4 separate regions of the Mus musculus genome follow, and regions 2, 3 and 4 are each linked to region 1. The links are chromatin contacts, called in public HiChIP or PLAC-seq and Micro-C maps. All regions are on one chromosome and are shown on one strand. Each heading gives the region's core, a stretch centred on a gene start, on an enhancer-like site or on the middle of the called end of the contact. The rest is flanking DNA. Distances are from core to core; before and after follow the strand shown.

The links. A called contact is a pair of places that touch in the nucleus more often than the background predicts. HiChIP or PLAC-seq counts read pairs in DNA pulled down with a chosen protein or histone mark.
Region 2: an H3K27ac HiChIP or PLAC-seq map of embryonic stem cells shows a contact between it and region 1, with 8 read pairs. The contact joins two enhancer-like sites. A contact is called at or near these places in 1 of 15 datasets of contacts at CTCF or cohesin (pro-B cells), 14 of 484 Hi-C or Micro-C datasets (B cells, CD4 T cells, CD8 T cells and 9 more), 6 of 115 datasets of contacts at active chromatin or transcription factors (astrocytes and embryonic stem cells) and 4 of 9 other capture datasets (adipose tissue, embryonic stem cells, liver and 1 more).
Region 3: a Micro-C map of trophoblast stem cells shows a contact between it and region 1, with 6 times the contacts expected there. The contact joins two enhancer-like sites. A contact is called at or near these places in 5 of 39 promoter capture datasets (the 3T3-L1 cell line, 3T3-L1-derived adipocytes, frontonasal cranial neural crest and 2 more), 10 of 484 Hi-C or Micro-C datasets (Sertoli cells, cerebral cortex, cortical neurons and 5 more), 12 of 115 datasets of contacts at active chromatin or transcription factors (bone marrow-derived macrophages, craniofacial prominence, embryonic forebrain and 4 more) and 3 of 9 other capture datasets (adipose tissue, embryonic stem cells and liver).
Region 4: a contact with region 1 is called in an H3K27ac HiChIP or PLAC-seq map of embryonic stem cells, with 20 read pairs. The contact joins two enhancer-like sites. A contact is called at or near these places in 1 of 39 promoter capture datasets (stem cell-derived epiblast-like cells), 6 of 484 Hi-C or Micro-C datasets (embryonic stem cells, nephron progenitors and reprogramming fibroblasts), 5 of 115 datasets of contacts at active chromatin or transcription factors (astrocytes and embryonic stem cells) and 1 of 9 other capture datasets (pancreatic islet).

What each region holds. Positions count from the first base shown.
Region 1 is chr1:37,126,693-37,133,198 of GRCm38.p6, reverse strand. Vwa3b (von Willebrand factor A domain containing 3B) reads right to left here. Exons shown (of 28, transcript NM_001370828.1): 14 at 4,139-4,315. It overlaps Gm37020 (a long non-coding RNA gene), which reads left to right. Exons shown (of 4, transcript XR_865351.2): 4 at 1-926. Among named protein-coding and RNA genes, the nearest start is that of Gm37020, 20 kb to the left of the region's middle. Within about 2 kb of position 2,993, at least 11 of the 459 cell types and tissues checked have an H3K27ac peak or open chromatin away from gene starts, as enhancers often do. A contact at or near this core is called in embryonic stem cells and trophoblast stem cells, where this site is marked.
Region 2 is chr1:36,899,945-36,906,450 of GRCm38.p6, reverse strand. The region is part of intron 1 of Tmem131 (transmembrane protein 131); the gene reads left to right. Among named protein-coding and RNA genes, the nearest start is that of Tmem131, 36 kb to the left of the region's middle. Within about 2 kb of position 2,855, at least 54 of the 459 cell types and tissues checked have an H3K27ac peak or open chromatin away from gene starts, as enhancers often do. A contact at or near this core is called in embryonic stem cells, where this site is marked.
Region 3 is chr1:36,918,477-36,924,982 of GRCm38.p6, reverse strand. The region is part of intron 1 of Tmem131 (transmembrane protein 131); the gene reads left to right. Among named protein-coding and RNA genes, the nearest start is that of Tmem131, 18 kb to the left of the region's middle. Within about 2 kb of position 4,097, at least 201 of the 459 cell types and tissues checked have an H3K27ac peak or open chromatin away from gene starts, as enhancers often do. A contact at or near this core is called in trophoblast stem cells, where this site is marked.
Region 4 is chr1:36,984,552-36,991,057 of GRCm38.p6, reverse strand. No RefSeq gene overlaps it. Among named protein-coding and RNA genes, the nearest start is that of Vwa3b, 42 kb to the left of the region's middle. Within about 2 kb of position 3,682, at least 51 of the 459 cell types and tissues checked have an H3K27ac peak or open chromatin away from gene starts, as enhancers often do. A contact at or near this core is called in embryonic stem cells, where this site is marked.

The DNA of each region.
Region 1 (6,506 bases), core at 1,744-4,243:
CAAAGTTGGGTTTTGTACATTTCCTTTTATGACTTATACTCTGGCTAGAAGTAAATGATTGGGTAGAGTGATCAGATTTTCTACCTAGATGACGAAGCTGAATGAAGATAACGATAGACTTCCTCTCACCCTGTGCCCTCCGTTCCTTGTGCTTCTGATGCACTAACTGGGACCTTGGGAAGATGGGCCAGAGCAGCGGGGGTAACATCCTTGCAGCTTGTCTGATGTTGGAGGATTTGATTGTTACAAAAATGTGTTATTACTGAACCTGGTAAAAAAGTTTGTCATGATGTATAAACCGAGATGGTTATTAACTACGAGTGTTTTACCGGCTTGTGTGTCTGTGTACAACATGAGGCCAGAAGAGTGCGTGTGATCCCCTGAAACTGGAGCTAGTTGGTTGTCAGTTGACACGAGAGTGCTGGGAACTGAACTTGGGTCCTCTGGAAGAGGAGCAAGCACCCTTAATCACTGAGCCTTCCCCGTAGCCTTAACTTCTATTTTGTCTGTAATAAGCCGAGGTATTTGTTGGCAGTTAACCTCGTGACCCAGTAGATGGCCCCATACACATTCACACAGGGTCAGCACTGATTGGACTCCGGAAGCTATTTGTCATCAGGGAGGTGGGTTGGTAGGGCCTGGAAGAGTTCAAAGGAAATAATAGAGGATGTGTACATGCGTGAAATTGTCAAAGAATAAATAAAAATAACAATAGTGGATGGGAGAGAGGGCTCAGCACTTAAGAGCACTGGCTGCTCTTCCAAAGGAACAATCGTCTGTGATCCGGTTCCAAGGGATCCGGTGCCCTCTTCTGTCCTCCAAGAGTACCAGGCATGCATGTGGTCCACAGACACACATGCAGGCAAAATGTTCATACACATAAAATAAACGATAGAACAAAAAAACATTAAAAATAAGTGTACCGATATAGTGCGTTATGTGTTGACTTTCAAATGTTAAACTAGCGTTGTGTGCATCTCTGCACTAAATCCAACATGGCCAGGGTGTGTCACATGTTTTATATACTTGTTTTGGTTTGTTAAATTTGGTTTTCAACTTTTGCATATTTGTAGCTGAGGAATATCAGCCATCTTAGAGGCTTACAGGACGATGGGGAAGTACTCCCTCTTCTCTGAGTTTTACAAGAACCTATCCACCAAGATCATCTTTCTCCCCATCTCAGAGGCCACACCCAGGTCCTTGCACTTGAACTGATATTAATTACTCCTCTCTACAGTTCAGCAGTGAAGCCATGTGGGGCGGGGTCACCTTGAGGGAAACCATTTAACTGTGAACTCCATTGCTTTGATAGATGCAGAGCTCCCTATACTTTATATGAATCCAAGCTTTCATTCTCTGAAATGCATGCCCGCTACACCAAGGACCAGGTCTTACAGCAATTAAACATTGGCTTTGATGGAAACCACCGGACTGCTTTCCAATGTGGCTTGTATTTTATCCTCCAGCCAACAATGTGTTAGTGACCCTGTTTCTCCCCAACCTGCCAGCATGTAGTTTTCTCCGCCATTCTGACAGACATGGAGTGACATGTGCTGTAGCTTAGGTAGTATTCCTCTAAGGCTGGTAGCATCTGGCCTTCTGGGCTGTGCTGGTGGCATCTGGCCTCTTGGCCTGTGCTGGTGGGATCCAGCCTCCTGGGCTGTGCTGGTGGCATCTGGCCTTCTAGCCTGTGCTGGTGGGATCTGGCCTCCTGGCCTGTGCTGGTGGGATCTGGCCTCCTGGCCTGTGTTGGTGGGATCTGGCCTCCTGGCCTGTGCTGGTGGGATCTGGCCTCCTGGCCTGTGCTGGTGGGATCTGGCCTCCTGGCCTGTGCTGGTGGCATCTGGCCTCCTGGCCTGGCTTCTTTCCCACTTCTGTTGGGCCTCCTCAGTGGAATGTCTGATGTGTTTCCCAGGTTTTCTAGATGGACACTTTTTGTTTGTTTTTATAGCCCTGGGGTTTGAACCCTGGGTACTCTACATGCTAGGCCACTACTCTACCACCAACTTATATATCCCAGCCCCACTTTAAGTTTATGACAGGGTCTCATTAAAGTTCCCAGGCTAGCTATTCTAGTTTACTTTCTGTTACTGTGATAATACATTAGAAAGTACATAATATAAAATAAGCCAGGGTTTATTTCATTGTATTTCATCCTCTGAGTAGCTGACAGGGAAACAAATATTATATAATTTGTTATAATTTATATATTGGAGCCTGTGATTTACTTTGCGCATGCGTGCTCTCTGTGTGTGAAGATCAGCACTTAGACTGGGGTTTTGCCTGAGGACTGTCAGTTGTTCCAATTATTTGTTGAAAAGGTGGTCTTTCCCTCTTGGAATTGTTTTGAACCTCTGTCTAAAAGTCGGCAGGTTTGCTGTGCATGGGAACTCCTGCAACTGTTCCAACAGGGTCTGCAGCTCTTTCCCCACCAGGTTGTTGTCATTAGTATAGGGTGATCTCAGAGCACAGTCCCCTGAGGTCCTTTTGTCTGGTTCGGTTCTCAGAGGGTAGTCTCCTCAGACCAAGAGTTGTTCATATCTCTGATTTGTCCTGATAACAGTTCTAGGTCTCTACATACAAGAAGGAGAATGACGGCCGGGCAGTGGTGGCGCATGCCTTTAATCCCAGCACTTGGGAGGCAGAGACAGGCAGATTTCTGAGTTCGAGGCCAGCCTGGTCTACGGAGTGAGTTCCAGGACAGTCAAGGCTATACAGAGAAACCCTGTCTCGAAAAACCAAAAAAAAAAAAAAAAAAAAAAAACGGAGGAGAATGAGCAGTAAGCACGGTTTCCTACAGAAGAGCTCCCTGAGTTGATGACCCACAAATGTTGCATGTTCTGTCCTTGGGTTTTCAATTGTTCTTTGAAGCTGCAATGCCTGGTTAAGGGGGTGTGTAATATTCACTTCCTCACCTGCCTTTACAAGGAAGCCAAGCTGCCCTAAGGGAAGGTGACCTTCCTCAGCCTACCCCAGAGTAAGGGGTGTGGCTTTTAGAATAATAAACAGCTGGAAGCTGGAGCTGAGGCAGGAAGTACTGCAGGACTTCCAGGCAGGCAGAGATGCTGAGGGAAACAGGAGGAAGAAGAATGGAGGCTCGGCTGGAGTTGAGCAGAGCTGGAGTCCGGCTCTGAGGAACCATGTGGAGAGATGAAATGGCGGAGAATTGGACACTAGCTGAGAGACTGAGTCAGCAAAAAAAATAAATAAATAAAAATTAAAATCCCAATGCCTTTAAACTATACAGATGTCTCCACGCCTTAACTGAACCTCAAGCAGGAGCCTTAAAAACCTGGCAAACATTGAAATCACATCCTCAGGCCAGGGCTAGAGGGTCAGGGAATACTTTCAGTTACTCTGTCCCCTTTCCCCATCAGTGTGAATTATTTTATCAGATGGTCACATAGTTGCATTCCTTGAGAAGTTAAGAGGTAGCTAGTTAAAGGCCAGTATACGTGTGGTCTGGAGACATGGCCCAGTGGTTAAAGAGCGCTGGCTGTTCTTGCAAAGGACCCAGGTTCTATTCTTGCTTTGTTTTGTTTGTTGTTTTTGTTTTTGTTTTTGTTTTTGTTTCAAGACAGGGTTTCTCTGTGTAGCCCTGGCTGTCCTGGAACTCACTTTGTAGACCAGGCTGGCCTCGAACTTAGAAATCTGCCTGCCTCTGCCTTGCACCAGGGTCTATTCTTAACAGCCCTGTGGTGCTAACCATCTGTAACTCCAAGGCATTTGAGGCACTCTTCTGACCCCCATAGGCACAAGCATATTGCACGTAGACATACACGCAAACAAACACCTACACACAAAAGCAACAACTGAGGAGGAGGTGGAAGAGGAAAATGAAGAAGATCACAACAAAACTTACTAAGATCCTTGGGCCATTAGCCATGATAGGAGTTCCTGGCTTGTACCTGTGACCTTGATCCAGGCTCACATTGTCACAAGTTCTGAGATCCTCAGGCCACATTTGGACCAACCTTGGGGCATCATTACTGCACCAGCTGCTTTGCTTAGTTTTGTGTATGGCTGCAGTTCTCCCAGCTCAGGAGCTGATCTTTGAGACTCGTAACACTCTAATGAATGAATGCACGAACGAATGAATGAATGAGTGAACCATTTCCTCAGTGTGCCAAGTTCCCACCTGAGTATCCTGAATGGGATCCTTGCAGCCAAAGTTATAAGCTCGGAACTCGCCTCCGGTCAAGGCAGCAAGCTCCTTCAAGAACTCGTTCGCAACCTCATCGTTGTAACTGAAGGAGATGGCACAGATGGGGATGTTCTGAAAGAGTTTGACGTGGTCCATCACCATTTCTGGTGGCTGAAAAGATAACAAGGAGAATTTGAAGCCCTCTTCTGGCCCCCATACGTATCAGGCATGCATGTGGCAAACAGACATACATGCAGACAAACACCTATGCACAAAAGCAGTAATACAACATGTTTTTGGAAAGGGTAAAAGAGAAAGACAAATGATATAGTGTAAAAAAATAAATTCTTAGTATTTTCCACAGGTGGTCAAATTCTGAGATAGGAGTTGCTCACACAGTGTGTGATGTTTTTGTCAATATGTTAGTTCAATCCAATAAGCAAACTGCCTACCAAGGAGCATGGAGCCCCAAAGGCCACGCACAGTCTTCTCCCACTGAAGTCCCACATTGTGGTAGGAAAAAGGTTTGACAAGCAGAATCACCTCAACTTTAAGTGCATCTCAGCATAGAGGTCATGCAGTTGGGCTGTGGTCTGGGCTTGGGTGGAGAGCCATAGGAAGAATATCCTGGCTACTAGGATCCCATGTGTGGGTACCTGGCTTCCCAATTTGGCTTCCAAACATCTCTAACAAAAGAACAATTTCAGCTTTTGCCAAGTTGTAGTCCATTTGCTTTTGAGAGATAGAGGGAGAGGTTAAATGTTCTTTTGAGAACTGGGTATTTTATTTAGGGCCTATGTGGTACTTTGAATGAAAATGGTCCCTCAAGGCTCATAGGGAGTGGCAACTATTTGAAAGGATTCGGACCTGTGGCCTTGTTGGAATATGTTGGACCTTGTTGACAGAAGTGTATCACAGGGGATGGACATTGGGGTTTCATAAGCTCCGTCCAGGCCCAGTGTCTCTCTCTCTCTTCCTGCTACCGTAGGAACTTCGTTTTATAAGAGTTGCTATGATCGTGGTGTCTATTTTACAGTGACAAAACCCTGCCTAAAATGGCCGAAATTCCTGGTTACTCCTTAGAACCATCAGTTCAGCCTTTCAAGAATCATGGGAGGTCGCTGCCTGTCCACCCCTCTTGTCCTTTTTAACTATGAAGTCATGGCTTTCTTCTCATGACAATGATATCAGCTTAAAAAAAAAAAAAAAAGAGACAAGGATCATCAATGGTAACACAGTACAATTTACCTTTCAGTTAGGAATGACCAAACCATCCCAGTTCTGACTAACCTAGAAGTTTTCAAGGAGCGATTTCCTTTCTCAATAAAAAAGACACAACAAAAGAGTCTAATGTCCTTCTCCATTCTTGCAAAATGGATCTTTCTTTTGGAGCAGCTGCAGCCACGCTGTGACTATGTGGAAGAGAAATACATTCTAAGATGGCAGTGGTGGCGCATGCCTCTAATCCCAGCACCTGGGAGGCAGAGGCAGGCGGATTTCTGAGTTCAAGGCCAGCCTGGTCTACAGAGTGAGTTCCAGGACAGCCAGGCTACACAGAGAAACCCTGACTCGAAAAACAAACAAACAAACAAACAAACAAAAAGACAAGAGGAAGCCCGCCTTCTGGGACACATGTGTGGGCGGTTGTATAGCCAGAAGAGCTACAGCTGGATTTCCCACCCCTGCAAACGTCGCTCTTTACCATCTGACATTTGCCTGCTGTTCTGCCTTTCCTCAGCCATTCCCTCCAAGTGACAATGTAGCTAGCACCTCCACTTAACAGTGGAGTAACTGGTCTGTACAGTTAGGTTGGCCGACGTCACCAGTTTCTCTGGTGGTAACACTGGGGTACACACACACTGCAATCCTAGAGGCGTTACCAAGTGGTGTGCTTCCCTGGTATATGAAGAAGATTGCCTCTTGGTGAGGATCAAGTCATAGTACCATTGTTGACCTCCCAGAGAGGACTCTGCCATCTTCTCCTCAACCACAGCCCAACCAGTGTTTTCTGAAACTGTCACTGTTTGTCCCAGTGTTCTCAATGTTAGGAGTTCCCCTTCCATCATCCATCTTGCTGGCTCCTTCAAACAGTTCCATCCTCTACCTGTGGTTCCTGACCTTTGACCTTTAATCTTGTGTCGCATGACTTTCCTCGACACCCTGGAGAAGTCTCGAATGAGAGGGACTCTGCTCACAGCTAGCTACCCTTCCCCGGGGAGGGTGCCGTTTAAATGGTCCCCCAGAGACTGAGCTCATGGATGCCGTCACCCAGACCTATTCTCGCTCTCTACTGATGCTAGCCCTGAGTCTGTACCTACTCATAGATTGTTCCCTGTGACAATCAGCCTGTTTGCCAGCCAAA
Region 2 (6,506 bases), core at 1,606-4,105, 230 kb after region 1:
GGATCATCTCATGTTTAGAATATAATTTTACATATTGTATCCTGTTCATTTATGTAACATAGATATTACAGCTCTAGAACACATGTCTATTTATTATTAGATATTGTATAACACAATAAAATCCCCCTCTAGTAGCTAAATTGACATAAGTGGATCATTTAACTGACACTTTCTGGGTTTTGTTTTGTTTTGTTTTTAAGATGGGCTCTCTTATGAACTCATTGTAGATCAGGCTGGTCTCAAACTCAAAGAGATCCTCCTGCCTCTACCTCCCCAAGTGCTGGAGTTAGAGGCATGTGCCATCATGTCTGACTTTAACTGACATTTTAAAGATAGCTGTAATACCACTATTCTTACATATATGTCAAAAGCTTATTATTTTTAACTTTTTATAAAACTATTTATTTATTACTATATCTAAGTACACTGTAGCTGTCTTCAGACACACCAGAAGAGGGTGTCAGATCTCATTATGGATGGTTGTGAGCCACCATGTGGTTGCTGGGATTTGAACTCAGGACCTTCGGAAGAACAGTCAGTGCTTTAACCATTGAGCCATCTCTCCAGCCCCTATTTTTAATTTTTTATTGTGAATTTCCCATCAAGCACCTTAATCCCACTCATCTCCCTGCCCCTCCATATCCACCTTCCACCCTTGCAATTTCCTCCCACAAAAGAAATAAAAATAAAGATAAAAACAAAGCAAAATGTCATGTGGAAGCTGTGGTGTGTCACACAGTAAACCCTTTGTCCACACTTCTTTATTTGCAGAAGTTCATTGCAGTGGGTCCCTGGTTTGCTTTGAGTCCTCTGGCTTCTGCTACACCATCAATACCGGTTCTTCACTGGGATTCCTCCCAGATTTCCTGTTGCCCTTTGTCATGGAGGTCCCACAGCTTTGGATCTGCAGTCCCAAACCCTTCACAGGCTCTGGCAGTTCATAGATGGTGTAGATAGATGTTGGGGTGAAACAGTTCAGAGTCCTGGATCTGGGCCTGGGTGGTGGCTGAGCTGGTCAGCCTGCCAGCTCTCCTGCATTTACACCTCCAGGGCCTGCTCTCCAGCACTGCTCCAATGCCCCACTGGCTAGCTGGGCCAGCAAGAGCTGTAGCCTGCTCTTCTGCCCTCATGCCCTCAGGGCCAGCATACCCACTTCCCCCACCACCAGGGTCAGCTCTACTGTGCTGCCCAGTGAGATTCGGGGTTCATTCTCCCAAGGGCTGCTACCATTGACGGGTGGGACCAAAAAGTTTATTATTACTGTAACAGTTGTGGTAGCAGTAAGGACACTAGTCACCTTTGTAACCAGCACTTCTCACATGGCATACTTAAGTGAATCTACTGCACCTTGATATGCCTTGTAAAAACACATGTAGCTATCTAGTGTTAGATTTTTTTTATGTCTACATAAGTGCCTTTTCTTTTTGTAAATGTTTTTTTCTTCCCCTATCTTTCCCTGTTCCCCCCTTCTGTAGCAAGAATTTGTAATCCTCCCCTTCAGCCTCCAGAGTGTCGGGAATTACAGGTGTGTTATACTATTACACCTGGTCTAAGCTTGTTTGGAATAATTTCAAACGTTAGAAGTGTATGGGGAGGAGCATGCTGGGCAAGTAGATGACCACAGTTGGCAGTTCCCTTAGCGGCTTTGTTTGCGCCTCACTTCCCTCACCACACATGCAGGCAGTATTGACAGATTGTATGGGCTGTGGGCTTGGTGAGCTGTGCCTTGCCAGCATGAGACTATAAGTCACTCACTCCCCAGCACTCATGTAAGAAAGCCAGGCACAGTGACACACGCTTGTGATCCCAGCACCAGAGAGGCAGAGGCAGATCTGGAGCTCATTGCCAACCTGGCTTATTTGGTGGGCTCCAGGCCAACGAGAGAACCTGTCTCAACAACAAACACCCAAGGTGCATGTCTCCCGAGGCACACCATCTGAGGCTGGCCTCTGGCTTGCATGTACATGCAGACAAACCCATACAAAAAGAATTTTTACACATAAAAGAGCTGTTAAGTATGAAGTTCTGGGATATACATTATCTTACCCCATGCTTATATAGTATTGAAATGCAATTAAGGTAGATTTTATAGAAAAGATTTAGAAAACAGAACAAAACCTGGTGCTGTCCTTTTGTTGTTGACTTAAAATTTTGAGAGGCTTGCGCTGCCACTCAGTGGTAAAGAGCTTGCCTAACAGGGGCATGGTCTTTAGTTTGAAACTCACCACCAAACAATGTCATCCCACCCACCCTCTCTCGAGATCAAACAGAACTTCCTTACACATACTTGTAATCCCAGCACTTGAGAGGTTGAGGCCCGAAGATCATGATTTCAAGGCCAGCTTAATCTACAAGATGAGCTCTTTCTTAAAACAAAAAAGCAAAACAAGCAAACAAAAACAAAACCCCAAGGGCCAGTGATGTAGTCCAAAGGCAAAGCGAGCTGGATTCGCTCTACCTCTTGGGTTCTGGTCGCCTGCTCCCAGAGAGCCACTTCCTTGATGAAAAGTTGCTGCAGTGTGTATGCCCGGGCAGGTGCAGTGTGTATGCCCGGGCAGGTGCAGTGTGTATGCCCGGGCAGGCTGTGCTTACAGGGGTTTGCTTTCTGACCTTGGCTTTTTTCAGGGTTCATATATTCTCTTTTTACTCATGGTCTTGTTTTAAAATGGAGAGCAGTACAAGGGGGTGGGAGTCGTGGGTGGAGTGTGTGTGTGTGTGTGTGTGTGTGTGTGTGTGTGCGCGCGCGCGCGCGTGTGCCTGTATTGTTTTGAGACAGGGTCTGTAGGCCTGGGTGGACTAGAACTCATCCTCACCATGTAGAGCAGGCTGGCTTCTCTACCCATTCCTCTGCCGAGATTACCAGTGTCTGGCACTGTGCCCCATGACTGTGTTGTCAAGGCTCTCATTTGTACCAGTGGGAGGATCCCCTCCAGCCCTGAGCTCACACTGTTTCTTCTGGTTCTTCTGCATCCTTCAGCACTTGTGATGTTCTCAGCTTCAGCCTCTGGTCCTCTTGCTGTTGTGGCTTCCAGGGCTCTGCTGCACAGCCAAGCTTGTGTAAACTGCAAAACTAAACTTTTATTTCCTTAAAAGACAATGATTATTTGTGTTTCTTAAAAATGAAATGGTCAGAAGATTTAAAGTTCTGGAAGGCCTATGATGTCATGTTGGAGTTACAGCAGGTGATGGGCATCAACAAAAGCTCTGTACTGCCTGAGGGCCTCCTGCTCACCACCTCTGTTCTCAGGCCTGGCCTCATAGGGCTCTGCAGGGTCTAGGGAGACATAGGAATACGCTCGCAGCCATCCTCGGTCAGGGGAGCTGTGTGCTTTGAGAATTATTCCCAGGGTCCGTTTGGAGCCAGCTCTCTGCAGGTAACAGGGATGTGTGTGCGGAGGAACAGCAGCCAGGCTCTCTCTCTGCCTCCTTTTTAGGCTTGTTGCTGTGTCGCAGTGTTTTACACCAGCAAAACAAGGCTCAGTCTTTAGTAAAAATGTCAGAAACTTTTCCCTAATAGTTATTTGCCCTACAGGATGAAATCGGTTTAGATTAAAAGCAAACCTGAAACACCTTGATCTCTCTGACCAATGTTCCTAGGGTCCAAACTTTCTATAGATAGACAGCTCTGTGTCAGATCAAAGCTGTCCAGGTGGAGCCTCACAGGGACTCAGCGTACAGGTCACGTAGACAGCTCTTTGGAAGTGAACCTTTGAAGGCCTGCCAGGCCTTCCTGCCTCCCTGGTGACTGCCAGGCTGGTTCCCACTGTGGAGGTGACTGGTGATAGAGTTGCCACAAAGCCAGAGAGAAGAGAATGGGAGAGGAGCCAGGTAAATGCCACCAGTTCCGCTGGGTATTTTTGGTGTCTTTTAGAATGTGAGCCAGCACTCTTTCAATTGTTGGTCGCTTTTTGTGAAAGAAAGGCTTTCCAGAGCTCTTCAATGATACCATTTTCATACTCGCATCAAACCTTTTGAAAGTCAAAAAATACTGTCAAGTTAGTCTGTGTGTACAGAAAGCTGTCCTGAGATTTTCATAGGATCTAATGAAAAGATTGGACATATTTACATTTCTCAGCCAATGAGTATGGCATGTTTGCCCATTTAGACCTTTTATTTGTTTGTTTTGTTTTGTTTTGTTTTGTTTTGTTTTTTCGAGACAGGGTTTCTCTGTGTAGCCCTGGCTGTCCTGGAACTCACTCTGTAGACCAGAAATCCACCTGCCTCTGCCTCCCAAGTGCTGGGATTAAAGGTGTGCGCCACCACTCCAGGCAGTCCATTTAGACTTTTTAAAAGTATTTTTCCATCGGAAAATATTTTCTAAACTTGTTTGGTTTCTTGCATGTAGATAGTGCCCTTCAGTTTCTTTCAGCCCCTGTCGTCATTGCTCTCGTCCACCCCTTGCAGGTCCCGCCAAACTCTTTCCTCCTAGCAAGGCCGTTGTCTCCCACTCCCCGCCCGCCATGCCCATGCCCACGTGCACCATATCTTGTTGCTTTGTGGCCCACCAAGTAGAGTTAGGGCTACTTTCAAGATGGGTGGTGAGCTATTACTGGAGCAGGGCAGCTTGCCAGTAGCTGCATCACTAATTATGGAGGCTTTGGTTTCCTTTGTCATCTTTTTGTAGATTTTAGTATATGTGTGCTATACAGCACCTAAGTATTTCATTAAATTTGGATAATTTCTCACATATTTATGTTAATATATAGAAATATGATTCTATTTGGGGGTTGAGTTTGTATTTGCAAATTTGCGAAACTTACTTATTCTAAGTAATTCACTTTTTCTTTTTTTATCCCTCTTTGTTATTACAAACACAATTATCTAGTCTGCAAATGGAGACAGTTTTATTTCTTTGGGGAAAAAAGTTGTTTTAGTCTTCTTGTGTGCAGGGTTTCTGGTAGTATGTTGAACAAAGTGCCGTCGAGAGCCTGTGCTGCACAAGCCCCAGAGAGTGCACTGAAGCCTTGCTCAGGGCCGCCTGAAGGCGAGCTTGGGGCAGTCTCACCTCCCCACCTTGCAGACAGTTCTGCTGGGAATGAGCACAGGGTTGTTCAGGACTCTTTCAGTTCTTCTGACGATCGAGAGTTACATGTTAGGATGGTTGAGTTCTAAGTTTTGAGACAGTTTGTATACCTGAACAAAAGCCTTGGTTATTGCATGGAATCTATCTGTCTACATTGCTAGATTCAGTTTGTTAATATTTTGCTGAATAATATGTTGTATACATTAAAATTAATTTGTTCTATAGATTGTTAAGTAACATTTAATTTTACACTTGTAAGTATTTTAAGATACATAGTCTGGTAACATTAGTGTTACATAGACAGTTGCTAGGAAACCATCAGTATCTACTTCTAAAAGTTTCATCACCCCTGAGACTAAATAAGACTAAATATTTGTTAAGCAATTAACTTACCCCCACCACCCAGTTTCTAGTACTTTTATATCCATTAATTTGCCTGCTTTAGATACTTCATGTAAGTGGAATTAGAATATTTGAACTTGTGTATCTGGCTTATGTCCTGTACGTAATGTTTTCTGACCCATATTTCCTGTTTCTATGTTTGTGTTTTTGTTGGTCCATTCATTTTTGGTGGACACTTTGACTATTCCTGCTTGCTTGGTGACTTTGGGTCTTCTGTTAGTCCCTTCCTTAGCAGGCAAGGAGCCTACTCACCTCACAGGTCTGAAGCTGCTGTTGTGGGTGGTGGGATCCGTGATTTTCAAAGCCACTCGAGTGCCACACGGTGCCGCTTCTGCCCCTGCTGATTCAGCTCCTGGCAGGGTCAGGGAGGTGTAACAGCCTAAGTTTCTGTGTGCTGGTGATTCTCCTGGTTAGGGTGCTAAAAGTAGTGGTTTTCAGGAATTCATTTTATATATTCTAAATTAACTTTATTGATTTTCAAATGTTAACTAAATACTTTAAGGTCAAGTGAAAATTAAATTATGACATTTAACAGCTATAAAGCTATTCTGTAACACATTTTGGTTTGGGCATGTTCTTGCTGTGTAGCCAGCGCAGGTCTCATATCCATGATTTTTCTGTCTCATCCTTCATAGTGTGTGATTGCAGGGGTTCACTGGAAACGTCTATTTATTTAAGTTTTAGATGTATTAAATCCTGTACATACTCATTATATAGGATTACATATTGCATTTTAGTAAACAATATAGAGAATCGCCTTTCTTTAAGAAGATGGCAATGCTGAGGGTTTTGATGTGGATTTCATACCCTAGCTATGTGCATATGTAACAGTTCAATCTCGTGCAACAATTGATGGGTGGGCCCGCAGGGAAGTGAGCGGTCAGCACTCACACTGGGACCCTGATCCCAGTGCTTATGGATGAACTTTACGGTAGCACAGGTAACCCAGGCTCACAGATAGTCACTGTGCTACAAACCCAACACAGTAGACCATGTCTGTAATCCTGACACTCAGGAGGCAGAATCAGGAGAATAGCAAATTTAAGGCCCGTGTGGGCTACTTATAGAATGATAGTCAAAC
Region 3 (6,506 bases), core at 2,848-5,347, 210 kb after region 1:
CTGTTACATCCAATACACTGTTCATCTATAGAAATACTGTTTTGTTGTGGTTTTTCTGTATTTGATTTCTCTTGTATCTACTTCTTTTTCCAGGCTAGGGCTCAGCCCAGGCCCTTGGCATGATAGGAAACACTTACGCAGAGCTACAATCCCAGCCTCGGTTTTCTACTTTAAAAATTGGTTTTTGGACAGAAGGCTGAGTCCAGGGTCTTGCATGTACTATTTCAACTTTCCACTTTGAGATGGTGTTTCAGTGAGTTCCCAACTGACCTTGCACTTACAGTGTTGCACACCTCGGTCAGTTCTCAGTGAGCTGTGGCTCACTGCTCTTGTATGTTTTCCTGTGTGCTGGGTAGCCTTGGGCTGAGTGCTGAGAGTGGGGGAGGCCTACATTGGTAGGTACTGTTATGGCATCTTTTATTCTCCTATAGTGACTGTCATCTCCAAGGCTCACTGCCTCCATCTGCTGACCTAGGCCTAGTCCTGGAAGCTTCTCGTCTCCATACAATCTTATCCAGGCCTAGAATGTCAGCCTCTGAAACTTATTGCTGAATAAGCTCACCCTTTCTAGTTCTTTCTGAGCTCTGGCTGGTTGGTTCAACTCAGCCGTTCTGGCCCAAACTCCTCTCCAAGCTGACTGATTGAATCTGACTTTTCTCTGCCACTCCTGAATGGCTCTGCTTGACCTCAAACTAACTTTGGCAATCTGTTCTACTGGCTCCTTCTCATTTTCTGGCTCATTCTGTCTTCACCTGTGTCTAGCTTGTTCTTTCTCTTCAACCTGTCTCTGTACCACTGTCCCAGTAAAAACTCTTCTCTGTCTCTGCACTGTTCTCTTTAGTAGCTTCCCTTTCTTCTCTCTTATCATGACAGTTGGGCATATCTTCTTCTGTCAAATCTTTCTCTGATTTGTCACTTTGCCATTCAGTTAGACATCACTTTCAAACATGGCTGCTTCCTTCTCCAAACTAACTTTACCTTCATTGTCTTGGATTAAAGATGTGTGCTAAGTAAGGCTGAGCTGCACCACAATTGGAAAGAGGTTTTTGTTTGTGTGTTTGTTTTAGTAAATAACACAATCTTGGGGTTCACAGTGCAATCAGATATCTTGCAACAAGATGCTGGTATCTTTATTCCTTGTAACTGTTTTGAGCTACGGTGGAAGATGCAGGAAAGTGACTTGGAAATGTCACTCCATTGAGGTCTTGCTTGTTCTTGTTCTTCTGTGCTTGCTTGTTTCTGGTGATGTTGGCCTTGGATAAGCAGGCTCTGGCCCTTTGAGCTGCTTCCCCGGTTCCTTGAGGTCTGCAGCTGGGCGCCTCAGGTTTGGATTGTTCTCTAGCAACAAGGCATGACTTCTTGGTCTACCCTCCAGTTTTCTGTGAGTCATAGGGCTTAGTTATTGTTCTTTAGTTTCATGGGTTGGAATAGATGGTCTTCCTGACTCATGTGAACGCCAGACAAGGTGGCACGAGTCTTCTTTATCAGTTACTTCCCCAGCCTTAGGTACCTCAGGTACATATGTGATCAGCATTTTGCTGAGAGCCCAGTGGAGAACCCCACCCTCTACCCCTTTAGAGAACATTTGTTACTTTTTCACATTTATTTTTATTATTTCTAAGGGGTGTGTGTGTGTGTGTGTGTGTGTGTGTACACATGGGTGCCCTCAGAAGCCAGAGGTGTCAATTCCCTTGGAGCTGGAGTTAGAGATTGTTATGAGTCACCATGTGGGTGTCAGGAATCATCAAACTGTGGTCTTCTGCAAGAGCAGCCAGTGCTCTTAACCACTGAACCACCTCTTTCCCCATTCCTGAGGCTCCCTGCCACAGCTCCCTGCCCTGGTTTTTTTCTCAGGAGTCCTCACTGCCTGCTGTCTGCAGTCTCAGCTTCTTCTCAGCTTAGACTTGGAGAATTCACTGAGTTCTAGTAGTTTCTCCTGCCACATTGTGGCCAGCAACACAAGGTGAGCGAACTCCACCTCATGCTGTTTCTTGCTTCCAGTTTTCAAGGTCTTGAGCCCACCCAGACAGGTCAGATGCATCTTAAAAGCATCTGAGTAGAATCTTGGTTTCTACTGCACCAGTGGTTGCCGCTCCTCACATGATCTACCACATTCACAGGGTATTGAGATAATGGCGGAACCTGCCAGGGAAGCCTGTAGACATTATCATGTTCTCTACAGATGGACAGCTTGGAGCACCTATGTCCTCTGCCTCAGACATTTTCCTCTATAGAATAAAGAAGTATGATTTTTATAGAGAATTTTCTTACTCTGCATACATGAAACCGTATTAGAAACAGCAAGGCTGTAAACCTGCTTTTCAGTATGATGATTTTGTATAGATTTTCCTCTGTAAATATAAGTTAGGGTTCTTTATGTAGCTTTCACTGTCCTGGAACTCACTGTGTAGACCAGGCTGGCCTCCAACTCAGAGATAACACCTGTTGCTGCTGCTGCCTCCCAAGTGCTGGGATCAAAGGCGTGTACCACCACCCCTGGCTGGACGTATTTATTTAACCAGGTGTAACTCTCATTTTTATGTTGAGATTTTTCTCAGGGTTTTGTGTTTGTTAATTTCTACAAATTTTTCAAGCTTATGAAAAAAGACTACCACAAATACAGTTTCAGGAACTATGTCAGCTGACTTTTTCCTCTTAGAAATCATATAAAGGTTGCTTCCGCTTATCACACTGACTTATTTGTTGCTTTTGCTTGTTTATCAAACAGAGCAAGTGCTTATGTGCCTGGGCCGTTTCCTCGCAGGCCTTCAGCAGTGTGCCACAGGCCAGCGGTTATAGACTCTGTAGCAGGTGTTGGGATTGTAGGTCACACAGGCTCCTCTTCGAAGGCTCTGTACACTCTCTATGGACAAGATGATTTATGTGCATTTCTAAACAGTTAGGTTCTCACAGCTGCTTCCACCGATGGCATTGTCACGTGTCATTTCACATAGTTGCTGCTGCAGCGATCTCTGGGCTCAGTGTTTGACCTCTGTCTTCAAATGTTTATATCGCAGCTGATAAAACTCTTAAGGCAGACCTCACAGTGCATGGGGAGTCAGTGATGTCAGTCAGTCATTCTCTGTCCTCTTGTCTTTCCCCCATCAGCTGCATTACAAACTTGCCGCATCAGAGAGGGCTTGAGAGGGCTTTGATGCGGGTCAGTGAGCTGGAGGGTGGCGGTGGCGGTGGTGCTGGGGCTGGGGCTGGTTTGGAAGTGCGCAGGTGTTGGTGGCACCTGCTGCTGCTTTACTTTCTTGTGCTTTGCTACTGCACGTCCAGGGTGAAAATGAGCCACAGGCCCAGAAGGGCAGACTTTTGGAAGCTGGTCAAAATGCTTGATGATGCTTTGTCTTTGTGGCAGAACTCAGTCTGAGTTGTCATCCTCTCTGCTGGCCCTAGCCCTGGGACCCAGTCAGCAAGCACGTGTCCTTTTATTTCACCCGGCTGGTTTCTGCCTAAATTCATTGTCTGCTGAATAGGTCAGAGGTTCTCAGATGAATGCTCTTATATATTAGTTTGTCATTTACTAACCATGTAGTTCCCTGCATGGAAATTCCAAATGTGGGCTTTCCTTGACTGAAATGGACGTGCCTATGCTTCTTGTATTCTCAGGCACTTTGTCTAGGTTGAGGAATGTTAGTGTCCGGTAACTTTTTACGTAGAGACATTCTGCCCTTTGTTCTGTCTTCACTATACTCTTAACTTTGGCTTGCATCTCTACTTACATCTTTTTACCCTTTTTTACTCAGTCAAGCTGCATAATGTTATTGCATAATTCATCGGTACCTTTATTCTTATTGAACAGTCACAGGCAGAGTGGAGCTAAGGATGGACCCCAGTGAATCGGTAGGCATTGCTTTAAGGTGGTATTTTATTTGAATAGTGTATGCCAACTTTTCATTCCATTCCCTTGCATAGTGTTCCAGTAGGAAAGCAAGTTTCCTAGTGTATCCCCTGGAGGACGAGTCTCTTGCTTTCTACTTTTAGCTTACAGCAGCACTTTTCCTGGCAACATTTCAGTTCTGGCCATAGCTGCACTAGGATAGTCATTCCCAGTCCACAGGAGGAGAGGTGGACCACACCAGCCGCCCGGGATCTTGGATTGCAGAGGTGACTGGCCTGGAGGCAGATGCCCCGACCCCTGCAGAGCTCCACCCCAGACAGGGTGTTTCCAAAGGTGCTGAGCAGAATTTAGAGCAGTGACTAATTTGCATTATATGATAACATCTGGTAGGTAGCTCTGGAATCAAAGAAGGGAAAATATGAGCCAGCTACATTGGGGAGTGTGAACTTGGAGCATTCTCTTCCTGCTTCTGGTCCTGAAGTATCTTGAAGATACACACATTAGGTTGTTTTCCTGTGAGCAGACTGTCTATAGAGAAGGATGGAACAGTCTTCACCAGGTGGGTGTGGAGATAGATTCTGACTCACTGCAGGACTGCACTCAGACTCAATGGCAGCCTATCAAGAGGCGTGCCAGCCCAGAGATAAGCATTGGAGATAGCAGAGAAGGCTTGAAAGGCTCAGTAATGAGGATCTGTAAAGGAAATGGTTTTGAAAACATAAGATAGGCATTTAAGTGTCTGCCTTAAGAGAAGGGGGAGGTAACCGGCTAGCAGAAGCCAGGAAACAGGACCCAAACAAAGGCAGCCTGGCCTAGTGCCTGGGAGGACCTGGTGCTAGAACAGCAGTGTTTGTTTATCCAGGCACACACTGCTGCTCCTCTCAAGGGGCTGGCTCGAAGTCCAAGTTCTGGGTGACCTCAGTGCCTGTAGCATTGGAGATAAAAGCTTAACCTAGATATACCCAGTAGTTACAAATTGTTCCTTAGTGAGTGAATTTATCAGCTAACTAACATAAATGTTGCCATATCCTCTTTATTGTAATGGGAGTTCCTTAGAAAACTGGTTTGAGTGGAGAGCTGTAGATGGCCTGTAGTCCTTGATAACAGTAGCCAGGACGCTTGCTCTGGCCAGTATCTGTCTGCAGCATATGGGACAGGTGGAGGCTGTTGAGAGTTCCCCTTGCCTCCTGCACTTCCTGTAAGCCAGCACTGCTTGACTGGTTGTGAAGATTTCTGTTTGTATCTAGGCAGCTCCTCTGAGGGTGGGACTTAACTCTCAGAGGCCCCATTGCAGTGAGATAGAGGGCCTGCTAGTTTATCTGTGGTACACATGGCCCATGGCAAGGGCTCAGTAATTCTGCTTAACCACAAGTGGGACTGGCTCATGTCCCACTCATGTTCACCTCAGAACTTTTCGCTGCTATCTTAAAGTCTTAATATACTAAATATACTTAATATTAAAATGCCACCTGAATTTTCAATTGACTTTTTTACATTTACTTTGTGTGTATATGGCACATGTGTGAAGGTCAGAGGACAACTTGTGGGACTTGGTTCTTTCCACTGTGTGAGCTCTGGGACTAGAACTCAGTAGTTAGGCTTAGCAGTGAGTGCCTTTACCAGATATTTCATCCCACTGGACCTTTTAAATATATTCTATTTGATTATATACAGATTCTGTGAGCCCCTATCTAGTAGTTACATCTCATTTTTTGTCTTGATTTTTTTTTTCTTTTTTTTCTTTTTAAAGACATGGCCTCAGGTAGCTCAGCATGGCCTGTGTAGTCAGAGATGACTCTGAACTGCTGCCCTCTTTGCCTCTATCTCCTAAGTGCTGGGATTACAGATGTGTAACACCATACCCTGTTTATTTGGTGCTGGGACGGAATGGAGGGCCTCATGCATACTAATTAGACAACACTGTACCAGCTGAATTGTTTCCACCCCTTTTACATCTCTCTATTCAGGCTCCAGCCAGGTTAGACTGGACCCTGGTAAGTTTATTCATGAAGTTTTATTCAGTAGTACCATTTCCTAAGCTAGACCTGGAAACAGTCTTTTATCTGATGGCTGAACAGATTCTAGGCAGACACTTGCTTACTGGTGGTTGCTGTGATGGGCCTGGAATTGGGGGCAGGAGTGCACTGGGGACGTTGGGGAAGGCACACCTCAGGACACACTCAGTGTGAGTCAGTCTGTGTGTCTCCTATAATGATTATTTTCTTATAAGTTCAGCTTTTAAAAAAGCTTTTGGGATCCCCAAATACACAAATGCCATCTAAAGCTGTCATTGTTCAGGATGAGTGACCCATTTGGGAGCTTAGGCAGTAAGACACTGTATCTTTGTTACAAGGCATCTTTGTCTGCAGACTCTTGAATTTCTTTTTTTGCCTTCTGCCTCCTACCTAAAAAGGACAAAACCAGAACAAACAAGAAAAGATAGCCACAGGAAACAGTGGTGGAAGGCATTGCTGCAGGAGGTGGGAGAGAGTGTGTTAGGATTAGAGACAGCAGCATTGAGACTCCAGGACTGACTGACTTCGACCAATCAAGGATCCTGAGTCTGGCTTCCCTTAGACTAAATGGGAACAACTTTAGTTTAAAGATTCTCTCCGCTACCCACCTTTACCTTCTTCTCTCTCCACTGGCAACTCTCTCG
Region 4 (6,506 bases), core at 2,433-4,932, 140 kb after region 1:
TTAGGAACCACTACCAACGCCAAACCGCACAACACAAATGGGTCAAGCCCCCTGAGGAAGCACAAGTCAGTGAGGACATACCATCGAGACACCTAGCCACCATCTTTGCCTTCACCAGATTGTCTCCTGAGGTCCGTGTTTCTCCACACTCTCCATCCCCAGAAGTTAAAGTGAGAATGTACTTCTGTATATCTGTCCCTCTAAGTACGACATACAAAAATACCTGAAATGCCCCAGGCTTCCCTTTCCCTGACTGTCTCAACCAGTGGTGACTTTCCAAGTATTTCACCATCTGACTAAGAAGAGAATCTAGAATCTAAGGACACCCTCTTCTCTGCTTCATCTCTGATTTGGCTCACTTTGAGTGTACTAGTCTATTTCCCATGGCTGTGATGAATACCTGGGGCTAGGTAACTTTATGAAAAGAGCCTTATTTAGCTACAGTTCTGGAGACTGAGGGGCAGGCACCTGCCACAGCTGAAAGTCCTCTGGGAGGACCTCATGGTAGATGACATCATGGTGGCAAGAGGGTTTGTGAGAGGGGAGGTCATATTGCCAAAGTGTCTTCTGACGTCCCCGGTTGACCTTAGGGCTGGTCACTAGGCCTGACCTCTTCTAGATGTCACCAACCTCTTGATATCTCCACACTGAGGACCAAGCTTGTGACACATGAACCCCTGAGGGACAGATGACACTTGAGTGCCAGGTCATTGCATTCTCGTCTCACAAACAGTCCGGGGCCATCCACTCCACCAGCCCAGTTCTAGCTGGCAGCTGGCTGAACTTGTAGTATAACCGCCTGCATTTATGCAGGGACTTTAGACCCAGGGAGCCCTTCCTCAACCTAGAGCCTGCTCCAGGCCTGTCTCTAGTATCTAGTTGAACTGTGTCCTTTAAGAGTGATTAGTTGATTCTGACTCCTTCTGCTGTAGGATGTGATTTCATTTGGATGTACCATCATAGTAGATCTAATTAGTGAGTGGGAATCTGTCCTGGAAAGGCATCCTTCCTAATCCAACATGGCCTATATCCTCATCAGAAAATGAGCTGTTGATCCAGGCTTCCTTGTTAGTAGGACCCAGAAGCCATCTTGAGCTATTACTCGATCCCTTGATAGCTGTTCATTGCCTACCTGTATTTATAATAATGAGAAGAACTGTGAAATCTCGCCGGGCGTGGTAGTGCATGCCTTTAATGCTAGCACTTCGGAGGCAGAGGCAGGCAGATTTCTGTGAGTTCTGCCTGGGCTATACAGAGAAACCCTGTCTCAAAAAGCAAGCAAACAAACAAACAAAAAACAAAAAACCTGTGAAGTCTCAAACCCAGAGCAAACAGCTGAGGTATTTACCTCACACGTCAAAAGCAGACCTAACTTCCAGGTTCTCCCAGCATCCCTCAGTCCCAACCTGTTACCGGGTACAGCTGCCATACCTGGCCCTCTATCCCCAAACTCTCTTCCCTATACAATCCAGACATTTCAATTACCCATGCTTTTTTTTTTTAACCCTTTTGCCCCCTTGGCCGCTGTACCTGGTTCCCTGTCTCCCACTCCTTGGCTCTCCTCACTTGCTTCAGGGTCGGGCTCACTCTGAAATGTCCCAGATGTCCCTATCCCTGGCTTTGTTATCTATAATAAACTTTCTCCTTTGCCACACCTAGAACCAAGTCATGCCCTTTGCTTTTTTTTTAAATTTTAATAACACAGTTATTTTTATTGAAAAACAAATTATGCAATACATTCTGGTCATGTTTTCCATCCCCAACTCCTCCCAGATCCTCCCCTCTCCCTCTCTACCCAACTTCATGTTTTTTCTCTCTCCTAAAGAAAGAAAGAAAGAAAGAAAGAAAGAAACACACACACACACACACACACACAAAGAAAATCAAAACAAACCAGCCAAAGACTGATAAAGAAAAAAAAAAAAAAGCAAAATGAAACAAAAAGCGCTCCAAGTACCATTGAGTTCATTTTCTGTGAGCCAACTATTCCTTGCAATAATAAAAATATTTTTAAAAAATGTAAATCATGCATGTTGCAGCTTAGTCCTCAATGAAATGATGTTGGGAGCCAGTTGTTAAGCTTCAAACCTGGGACAGTTGGCTGAAGTGTCTACTTTACACGGCAAAGCAGAGCTGGTTCTCCCAGCATCCCTCAGTCCCTACCTGTTACAGGATACAGCTGGCATACCCCGTCCTCTACCCTGAACTGTACAGCCTAGCGGCCGTGCTGCCTTCCCCCAGAGGCTCTTCCCTATATAATCCAGGCATTTTTGGTTACTCTCCCCTTTCCTTTCTGCACTGTTCACACCTTTGACCTCCTGGCTGTGGTACTTGGTTACTTCCCCCTACTCCCCACCCCTACCCATTGGTTCAGGGTCATAACCACTCTGGACTCTCCCAGACGTGACTGTCTCTGGCTTTGCTCTCCTGGCAATCCCACCCACATCTATAATAAACTTCTCCTCCACCATGCGTAGGAACAGTCATGTCCTTCCCTTTTTATTTCTTTTCTTCACTCACGGATGACTGTAAGAGACCACGGGGTGCTGTTTTCCTCCCTAGCTGGGCTATTTGGTATTTGATTCCCACTATGGTTTGACTTCTCGATGGTGACAAAGGTGGCTTAAAGGACCGAATGAGTTAAGTCTCTGGGGAGTGTGATTGCTCTCTTGGGACTCAATTAGTCACAGTGAGAGTGGCTTGTTACCCAGTGACTTTGCCTTGCTCCTCTGGCCCTCTTGCGTGTTTGCCATGCGATCTCTCCCACAAGCATCTTCCTCTTCTACATGCTGCACTCAGCCCTCTGGCATGAGCTTTTTCTATGTAAGGGGAGACCAGCCAGTGTGGCTGTGACTTAGAGAGTGGACAAACAGATGGACTAAGCAATACTGGAGTTTAAGCCCTGAAGCTGTGTGTGGACTAACCCTCTTTATTTCAGGTGTTTTGTTATAACGACACAAATAAAGACATTGTTTTCACTTATTTTGAAAAAGTCAGCCCCTGCAAAACTTGATGCTTCTCTTTGTTTCCTTTCCAGTTAGTTACAAGGACAAGAAGCCATTTAGAGGAGAAAGGTTCATTTGGTTTACAATTCCAGATCACGGTCCATCACAACAGGAAAGCCAAAGCAGCTGACACAATTAACCACATCCAAGTCAAGACAGAGACTAAATGCAAGAATTCTTCCCCTCAAAGGGTTCTCTCCTCTTTATTCAGTCTAAGGCCCAGTCCTGGAAATGGTTCTTGTGGTTCTTTCGTACCTCAGTTACCTCAATTAAGAAAATTCCTCACAGACATGTCCATAAGCCAAGCTAATCTAGACAGTCCCCCCCTGTGAGTCCCTCTCAGAAGACCCCCGACTGTGTCAAGGCAACATGTAAAGCTATCTCTCTACTCCACCATAGCTCTCCAGCCTGCTGTAGCCCAGCCAAAATGGCCTTATAGTGGTTTTTGTTTGTTTACATTTTTGCCTTGTGGAGGCATATGAAATGTATGACCTTTTTCAGCCACCAGGCAGAGGAACAGGCTGTGTTGTGTCATCATGGCCTCCACATAGGCCAGCTTTGCCATCCGCAGAGACAGCATCTGATAATCCTCACTTTAATTGCAGTGCGAGCATTGGTAGCACCAGAAAAGTCCGGACTCTCCGCCCACATTCAGTTCCCTACTTAGGACTTAACAAGCAGCCACCAGAAAGTGAAGCTCCCAGGGTATGCAAAGCATTTCTGGGCACTTCTGGTTTTGAAACTGTGATTTGAAGAGGGCGGTTTCCCTTTTATCTGAGAAATCACCCCAAAGCAAGAAGGAGACTGAGAACAGGAACAGGACTCTGTCTTCAAAGAAATGAAAAGTTATCTGTAACCCCAAATCGAAACAGAAGAGGAAGGGCATCCCTTGGGGAATAAAAGTCAGGGCAGCCTCTGGAGAAACAAGAGAGAGTGGCCAGGCTCCAGACATGATCAGCAAGGACAAAAGAAGGAGAATTCCTCACAACAAAGACACACTCTGAGTTACAAAACCAAGGAGTCCATTGCGAACGGAAGAACGGAAGAACGAGCAAGCTCAAGATTCCCGAGTCCTAACAATAGGAAAGGCGGGGCTGAGAGAAAAAGGGCCCAGACAACGTCGGTCTTCACAGTGACATGAAGGCAAGATGTGGGGGAGCCAGCCTGGCCTCTGTGAAACCCTGTCTCAACAGGGTTGGTCCTCAGCACCCACATGACAGCTCACAACCTCCTGTAACTCTGTCTTCAGAGGGTCCTATGCCCTCTTTGGGCCTTTGCCACTGTACACACATACACGGTGCAGACATACAGGATCAAAATACCCATACACATCAAATAAAAATAACTTAAAAAGAAGAGGAGGAAAACGACACATTAGTCAGTTGTCAATCCTGGCACTACAGGGTAATATCAGGATCCAGTGAGTGAGAAAACAGCTCCTACATCCTCCCCCCAACTGAAGAGAGAAGAGGGGAGTTGTTTGTTATGCATGTTGAGGCGTATGTATCTATTCATAAGAAAAGGCTAAGACGTCAGGACTTCGAGAATGTTCCAGGCGGAGGAATCACATACAAAAGTGATAGATTATTTCTCCATCAGCAGAATGAGCCAATTCAAGCCAGATCAGATTATATTAAAGGCAGGTTTATTGGGAAGCTGCTTTCAGACGAGTTCACTGGCCCCAAAGACAAGGGCTAGGAAGTAACGGGGGGGGGGGGGGGGGCGGGAAAGAGAGAGAGGAAGACCAAAATGTCTGGCTTATATAGGGAAGAGCCTGGGGGGATTGAGGGGGACTGGAAAGTTCAGGGTTGGAGTCAAGGTGTGCCAGGTAAGGACTGTGGGATGCTGGGAGAACCTGGAGGCCAGGTCAGCTTTGATATGTAAAACATGTGCTTCCGTCCCTTGGGGGGTCGGGGGTCTGAAACCAAACAAAAAGGATCTGGGCGGAAGAATCAGGTCTATCAATCGCTTTGCTGAGGAGCACTCACTTTCAACTTGACACACAAATGACTTTCTTTGTTTCAGGGTTAAATCTCATTAGCATTGCCACAATAGGGCTATGCTAAGGAGACTTAGTAACAATCACTAGAGCCTCTCCGGTGTATTGCCTAGTGGTGCACAGCAGGACTGTGCAAGCCCGGAGGATCCTGTAACAGGAAGAGACTGAGGGATGCTGGGTCTTTATCTGTGTTGTTTGTTTCTAGCGTTCTATTGGAAGCTGCTCATTCGGTGCTAGAAATGTAGAGAGTGGCGCCAAGAAGCTGAACGGTTACCTTTAGTTCATTCAACGGCAGCATGTGCTAGCAGTTCTGGAACCTTCCTTAGATAGGCTAACTGCCTGTTTGCTGCGGTGGCTTTCTCAAAGTTCCTCCTATCTGCCACCATGAATGTTGTTGAATAATCCCCAGGACAAAGTTCCGAATTAGATGCCAGTGAGCATAAAGAGTGAAGGTGGCCAGGGCCCTGCCACCAAGGAGTCCTCAGCCTAGAGAGGACTGACAGGAAGCCACAGGGCCACATGGTGAGTCCAGGATCCTGTGACTTCTCGGACTCAGCTTCTCAAAGGCAGAAGTAAAGTTTGAGGGATGATGATGGAGGGCCACTTGGAGGAGATGTCACAGAGACACTGAGGCTCTGAAACTTACAGCCCCCCCCCATGCTGCTATGTAATTAACCCACCAAACCATGACAAAGAATTAGCACTTATTTAATTTGGCCTGTACTTCATTTTATTCCTCAAAGATCTGAGAAAGTTTACAAGAACATGCAGCAGGATAGGAATGAAGCGTGATAGGATAAAGATGGTGTCGAGAACCTAAAGAGACCTTGGGACATTTTTTTATCTTCCTGAGCCGTCACACACAGTGAGAGGGAAGAGCCCCTGCCTCTTGTGAGGAGGGACTCAGAGCACCAGAAGCAGCAGCAGTGGGGAACTGGGCAAAATTGGTTAGCTTTGACGATGTCTCTATGCTATGGCCCTGTCTCACCTGGAACTCAGAATCCTCTTGCTTCTGCCTGCTGGGTCCTGGGATTACAGATGCAAGCCACTATGCCCAGGCCAGGAGATCTTCTTGAATGAAAAAAAAAGAAAGGAAGGAAGGAAGGAAGGAAGGAAGGAAGGAAGAGAAGGGAAGGGATGAGAAGGAAAGAAGAGAGGAGAGGAGAAAGTTTCTTGGAGATAAAAGGGAGAACACAGCCAGAGTCAGACATCTGGGAGAGTCTGCAGTCATCAGGACCCTGAGCGTGTGAGGAAGGAGGAGGGAGCTGGGCTGAGCAACAGGAGGACCAGGTGCAGCAGCCAGAAAGCCCAAGGTACAAAACGGGGGAGGGTAGCCAAAATTTCTGGATTATAGAGGGAAGGGAAGCCAGACTTTTAGGCTGGAGAGCTCATGGTGGGGGACAGGCTATGCAAGCCAGGAGGATCCCATAATGAGTAAGAGACCGGCGAGCAGGGAGAATGAGGCTGTGGGTCTGCTTTGATATGTTGAATAGGCACCTCAG